2 separate regions of the Mus musculus genome follow, and region 1 is linked to region 2. The links are chromatin contacts, called in public promoter capture Hi-C maps. All regions are on one chromosome and are shown on one strand. The core of a region is the stretch at or near the end of the contact, and the rest is flanking DNA. Distances in the headings are between cores, read along the strand shown.

Evidence for each region. Promoter capture Hi-C pulls out the DNA fragments that hold promoters and counts their contacts.
Region 1: a contact with region 2 is called in a promoter capture Hi-C map of liver, with 2.5 times the contacts expected there. The contact joins the enhancer-like site here to the promoter of Rnd1 in region 2.

Annotation. Positions count from the first base shown.
Region 1 is chr15:99,419,119-99,422,124 of GRCm38.p6, reverse strand. It overlaps Nckap5l (NCK-associated protein 5-like), which reads left to right. Exons shown (of 13, transcript NM_001001884.1): 13 at 1-91. Among named protein-coding and RNA genes, the nearest start is that of Nckap5los, 12 kb to the left of the region's middle. RefSeq lists an enhancer at 568-2,171. Within about 2 kb of position 1,449, at least 174 of the 459 cell types and tissues checked have an H3K27ac peak or open chromatin away from gene starts, as enhancers often do. A contact at or near this core is called in liver, where this site is marked.
Region 2 is chr15:98,676,187-98,679,071 of GRCm38.p6, reverse strand. Rnd1 (Rho family GTPase 1) reads left to right here and starts at 1,611. Exons shown (of 5, transcript NM_172612.3): 1 at 1,611-1,842; 2 at 2,498-2,585. The coding sequence starts at 1,723.

The DNA of each region.
Region 1 (3,006 bases), core at 200-2,699, 740 kb before region 2:
ACCCGCACTGCGGTTAATTTATCTGTTGTTGAAAAGCAGCCCTGCTTCTGCAGCATCCCTAATAAAACGTGGAGGCCTCTCCCCACCGTGACTGTTGTGTGGCAGCCCCCCCTTTGTGCTTGCTGGCTTCTCTATAATCCTTCGGGTGGACTGGTGGGTAGGTCCAGGGACCCTCGGGTGCTCTAATGAGGCTCTGTGCCCTTCCCCTGGAGGAGCTGGCTAGAAGGTGACTTACAGTGACCTGTGTAGATCTGAAGCCCAGAGGATGTCACTGACCAGAGGGCACACAAGGCCATGCAGCCTTGGTGAGAAAGATGGGGAAGAGGCCTGTGATCATGCGCTCAAACCTCTCTATGCTCCAGGTTGGGGACTGGCCAGTTCGGAGCAGTCCCACTGGCTTTATATATAGACACGGGACAGTCAGTGACTACCCAGGCCGAGAGGGGAAGAGCCTGAGAGGACTACCCTCACACCGGCACACTATGCTGTCTCTCAACTCACTTCCTCGTGCTTTATAAACCATCTCTATATGACTCGGGAGCACTAGAAGCCAAGGATATTTATCACCAGAGCTGGCGTTCCTAAAAAAACCTATCACTACAAACCTTGGTTTTCCTCATCTGTATATTAGACTGAGAGGCCAGGTGGCCCCGCCCCATCAGCAGCCTGAGGCCAGGTGGCCCCGCCCCTGTTCTCCTTCACGCTCTACGCTCCGCCCACATCTGCCATCTTCCCTTAGCTGACGCCATCACTGAAGAAATTAACAAGACCAGAACAGGGTCTGACAATGCAGTTTTGTCCCTGCCCCTTCCTAGGTGTACTAACGGAAGTCTGCATCTTGGTTTCTGACCAACTCCTGACTGGTTTCTTGACCTGTTATTGCCCTAAGCCTGATGCATTACATCATTTCCTGTTAGAACTGCGTTGGCCTCCTAGATCCCATTCCTTCCTGGAAAGGAGTTTGGCATGGTGGGCTTTCATCTTCACTTCAAAGCTAAGACCAAAATCCATGTTCTCGACAGGGTCTGCTCAGTATGCTAGGAATTTGAAAATACCAGGTGCCACCTCGGTCCCTGGGTCAGAATGAGTTGACTGGAGAAATGTCCCAGGGCAGGATAGGCTGCAGGAACCATAGTGGTCCCGGGAGGCAGCCCTGCCCACCATGGTCAGCCATAGCCCACATGACAATCTCCCCCTCCCCCAACTCCTGCCTGATCCCAGTCAGCCATAGCCCACATGACAATGGCCCCCCTCCCCGGACCCAGGGCTCGGTTCCAACTGAAAGAATTTGAGGGCGGGAGCATGTGGGTTTATTGATACTCCAGGGAGCCCGGTTTCTTGGCGCTCAAGGAAAGCTTTGCTGAAAACCTCCTTGATCATGGCTGGGGCAGAACACTTGGTGTCTCGGTTTGCAACAGCTGCTTGTAAAGTTACTGTGACCTCACTCTCCTCAAGAACAATGGGCGAATGTTCATGTAAGACCTCAGCCGGGTTTCCCAAACACAGGAAGTTCAGACTGCCAGACAGCTGCCCTCCCCCAAAAGGCCAAAGCCAAAAGGCGGGAAAGAGGCGGGCTCCGCACACTGGCACCTCTCCTTTTGCAGGAAGCCCCCCGCCCCCACCCCTCCCTCCGCGACACCCACACACACAAAGAAAAAGAAAAAAAAAATAGCCTCTCTAAGGCTGCCAGGGGTTTATTTTATTTCCTTTTTTCTACTTTTCCCCCCCACAAATAGTATGTTTTGTTTCCTTTAAAAAAAAAAGTTTAAAAAAAGAAAACATGCTCTGTAGCAAACCCCAGCTCTAGATCCCCGCCCTTATTCTCTGGGGTAATTCAAGTGTATAAATAAATCTCTTAAAGCCAAAAGTTCACGGTAAGTACTTGTGGGGTCGTCTGTGATTTTAGGGAAGGGGACCAGCTGTTTTTTAAAGATTTATTTATTATTATATCTAAGTACACTGTAGCTGTCTTCAGACACACCAGAAGAGGGAGTCAGATCTCATTAGGATGGTTGTGAGCCACCATGTTGCTGGGGTTTGAACTCAGGACCTTTGGCTCGGAAGAGCAGTCAGTGCTCTTAACCACTGAGCCATCTCTCCAGCCCCGGGGACCAGCTTTTTAAAAACGTTTTAATTATTAAAGACCTACAAATCTGGGTTGATTCACAGCCCTCTGTCCAGTTTCAGGGTACGGTTCTTGCTTGTGGGAACATGAACCCTAGTTTCAAATAGCTGGCACCTACATAAAAGCCAGGCTTGAAGGTGTGTGTCTATAACCTCAGCACTTGGGGGTGGGGGAGGGGGCCAAGCCAGGTGGATATCAGGACTTGATAAGTAGCCAGTTGGGTCAAATGGTAAATCGCAGGTTCAATAATAGATTGTCATAAGAAGAAAGCAAGGCCCAGCGTGCTAGCACTTAGGAGGCAGAGGCAGGCAGATCTATGAGTTCTAGGACAGCCTGGTCTTCAGGGTGAGTTCTAGGACAGCCAGGCCTACACAAAGAAACCCTGTTTCCAAAAAAAAAAACAAAAAACAAAAACAAAAAAGAAAGAAATGGTCTTTTGGAAGCCAGGTGTGAGGTGTTGACACTTTGGCATCAGCATCTGGGAGGCAGGAGGCCAGGCCTTCCTGAGCTGCAGAATGTAGTAGCCTCAGCTACAGAAGACCCTGTTTCAAAAACAGTCAGACCCCTGTACAGACTCAGGGGTAAAAGGCCCTTGCCACCAAGCCTGACTCACTTCTCCAGGCCCACATGGTGGAAGGAGAGAGCAGACAGCCATCGGTTGTCCTCTGACTTCTGTGTGCTACGTACTTGCTCACACATAAATATATTTAATTAAAATAAAATATGTAAGTATATATGTTTTATAAGAATATATGGGGCTGGACAGATGGATGGCTCAGTGGTTAAGAGCATTGCTCTTCCAGAGGTCCTGAGTTCAATTCTCGCAGCAACCACACTGTGGCTCACAACCATCCGTAATGGGGTCTGATGTCCTCTTCTGG
Region 2 (2,885 bases), core at 362-2,861:
TATGTGAAGGCTGAGGTGTCGGGAAAGATGAGGTGAAGAAACTCCTGGAGAGCCTCGAGGAGGGAATAATCACTCAAGGAAACGCTGGATAGTCCACTGGTTCCCTCAGTGACTCCATTCCTGGAAGTAATGGGTGGATGGATGGAGGGGATCCCTGCCCAGCCTGTGAGCCTACAGAGAAGCTGGGAACCATAAGAGTAGACTAGAGGGAGACTGGCTGGACTACATTTCCCAGATAACGTCCATTCTCCGTTATAGTGGGCCTGGCTGTCTTACTAGATCTGTCCATAGGGCCTGTGAAGCCTTTGAAAGGTGCTTATTAATTTCAGGGAAAATGGTCTTGGGTGGGTGGCAATGACTGGCTTATGAGCAAAGCTTGGGGTTGTTCGAGAAGGGACCTCAAGACAACCGTGAGCCAGGGCTGGTGTTCTCTGTCTGAATTTCAGGCCTGAGGCCTGAGGCAAGAAGATGGGCTATATACGGCAAGTTCCAGTGTGATGTTCTCTAAAAAAAATAAAATAAAATAAAATAAAATGAAAGAAAGAAACCAAACCAACAGAACAGGGTAAGGGGAACCCTAGGTTGTTCTCAAGTTTGCCCTAAACTGCCCCTCCCCCAATTCTCTGGAGGCCTCACGGGACTTCCTTGGTGGCCAGTGGCTTATATGAGCTGTGTACTTCCATAGCTCTGTCTAGTAGAGGGGTCTGCAGAAGCCGTGGAGGCTTGCAGGCTAGGGCCAGTCGGCGGCAGTTTGTAGTTTATCTCAGTCTACAATGATTGGTTTTCAATTTCTAATCCCTGAGGCCCAGCCCTGGCATCCAGGCTGGACTCTCACTAGGTGACACTATCAGTGCGTCAGAATCCGTGGCTATCAGCCTGGAACTAGACCTGCCCTGGATTCATCTCGGACACTGAAGCCAGGCCACAGAACAAAACACCTTCACTCTTGCTTGCCAGGCCTGGCATGAGCTGGCTCCTGGCTGGCAGAAAGCAGCTTGTTTGGTCTTTCTCTCTCCTGTTCCTACTTGAAAGACGCCCTCCTTTGTTTTCTTTGCCTATCTCTGGGTCAAGTTATTTTTTGTTTGTCTTGTTTTGTTTTCTTGGTTTGTTTTGGGGAAGGCGATTCCTGAGGAAGGGAGTCGGGCTGTAAAAGAGGGGCAGCAGAGACTTCTATTAGGAGATCCCAGAAGTGGAACCAGTGTGAATAGGAACTATATAAAATTAAGGAGTCACCCTCTCCCCCGAGAGATGCCACCCACCTGTCCATAGTTTAGGCAGGTCCTGCTGTCTTCCTGGGACAGACAGCCTGATTCTATAGCTCTTTGTGGGTCTTGACACTAACTCATAGACACTCAGAGATCACTAAGTTTTACTTCCAGTCCCCTCCTGACCTCCTAACAGCAACACAAAAAGCGTGGGAATCCCCTTCCAAGAGGAAGCCACCGTGCAGCTTTAACAGAAAGGGAAGGGAGGAAGAGGGCGCTGACTCGGAGTCTCCTACTATTGGCTGCAGCAGGGGATCCCACCTTAGGGATTGGCCTGGACAGAGTCCGCCTCCTCTTGTGATTGGATCAGTCTGAGACTTATAGCGGAGCCTTACGAGCCTCCGCCTCAGTCGGAGGCAGGCAGGCAGGGAACCCGCGCTAGTGTGCTAGTGCGGACACTTGAGGCGCGACCTCCTCCTCCCTGAACCCGAGTCCACGTCCCTCCGAGGCTGCAGCCATGAAGGAGAGACGGGCACCGCAGCCAGTGGTGGTCAGGTGTAAGCTCGTCCTGGTGGGAGACGTGCAGTGTGGGAAGACGGCGATGTTACAGGTGCTAGCGAAAGACTGCTATCCCGAGGTGAGCTTCCCTGCCGTCCCGGGGTCGATCCCCCACCTGTCCGGGACAGCGCTCTCCACCACCCGCAGGCCGCCCCACCCTGCCTTGCCTTCTGGCTGGAGGACTGCCCTGTCTTGCTTCCCTAGAGACCTGACCCACTTCTGCCGCCCGGTCGGCTCCTCCTCACCTCTTTACCCATCATATCCCCTCCCACTTGCCTTCATCCCTGAGACCTGGAGGCTCCCGAGAGCTTGGGCTTCATTCTTGACGCAGTACCTGCCTGCCCCTCCTATAAGGCTCTGTGAGGGTGCCCTCCCCAACCCCCCCCCCCCCCCCCGCGCAGGCTTCTGCTGTTTTGCCTGTTCACCTGTGCCAAAGGACTAGAGGGCAGAAGACAGAGGTTAAAACTGGCTTGTGGCTCTGAAAAATGGGACACACATTTAGAGATGTGAGGAAAATGCGAATGTATGTGTCTCAGACTAGCTAGGATGTAGGGGGTTTGTCCCAGGCTGGGGAGCGAAGGCCAATACCTCTACAGTCCCCAATGGCTCCCCCTCCTCTGGCTTCTCGCCATCTGACACTTTGGTGTTTCTCGGCGCATGTGTAGCCAACGCTTGGTGTGGGGTTCTGAGGGCATGCTGCTGCCGGGGTGTGAGTGTTTCCTGTCTCCTCGCAGACCTATGTGCCTACCGTGTTTGAGAATTACACAGCCTGTTTGGAGACAGAGGAACAGAGAGTGGAGCTTAGTCTCTGGGACACCTCAGGTAAGAGTGTACCCCCAAATGCCCCATCCTACCACCATTGGCTAGCCGCAGTTGCTGCTTTTTTAAGGGGGGGGGGGCTGGGAATCCACCTTTGAAGATAGGTGCTTGCCAGGAAAGCGAAGGAAAGAATGTAAAAAATTCTTTGGTTGGGGCTTTGATGATTTTAGAGGATCCTGGAAGGCAGTGAACAAGCCTGGGTGCCACTTGGGTCTCTGGTCTAGTTCACCTCTGGATGGTGAGGTGAAGGGAGCCCTGAGAACTCCCCGGGAGTACCAGACGTCTCCTCTGTCTCTGTCTCTC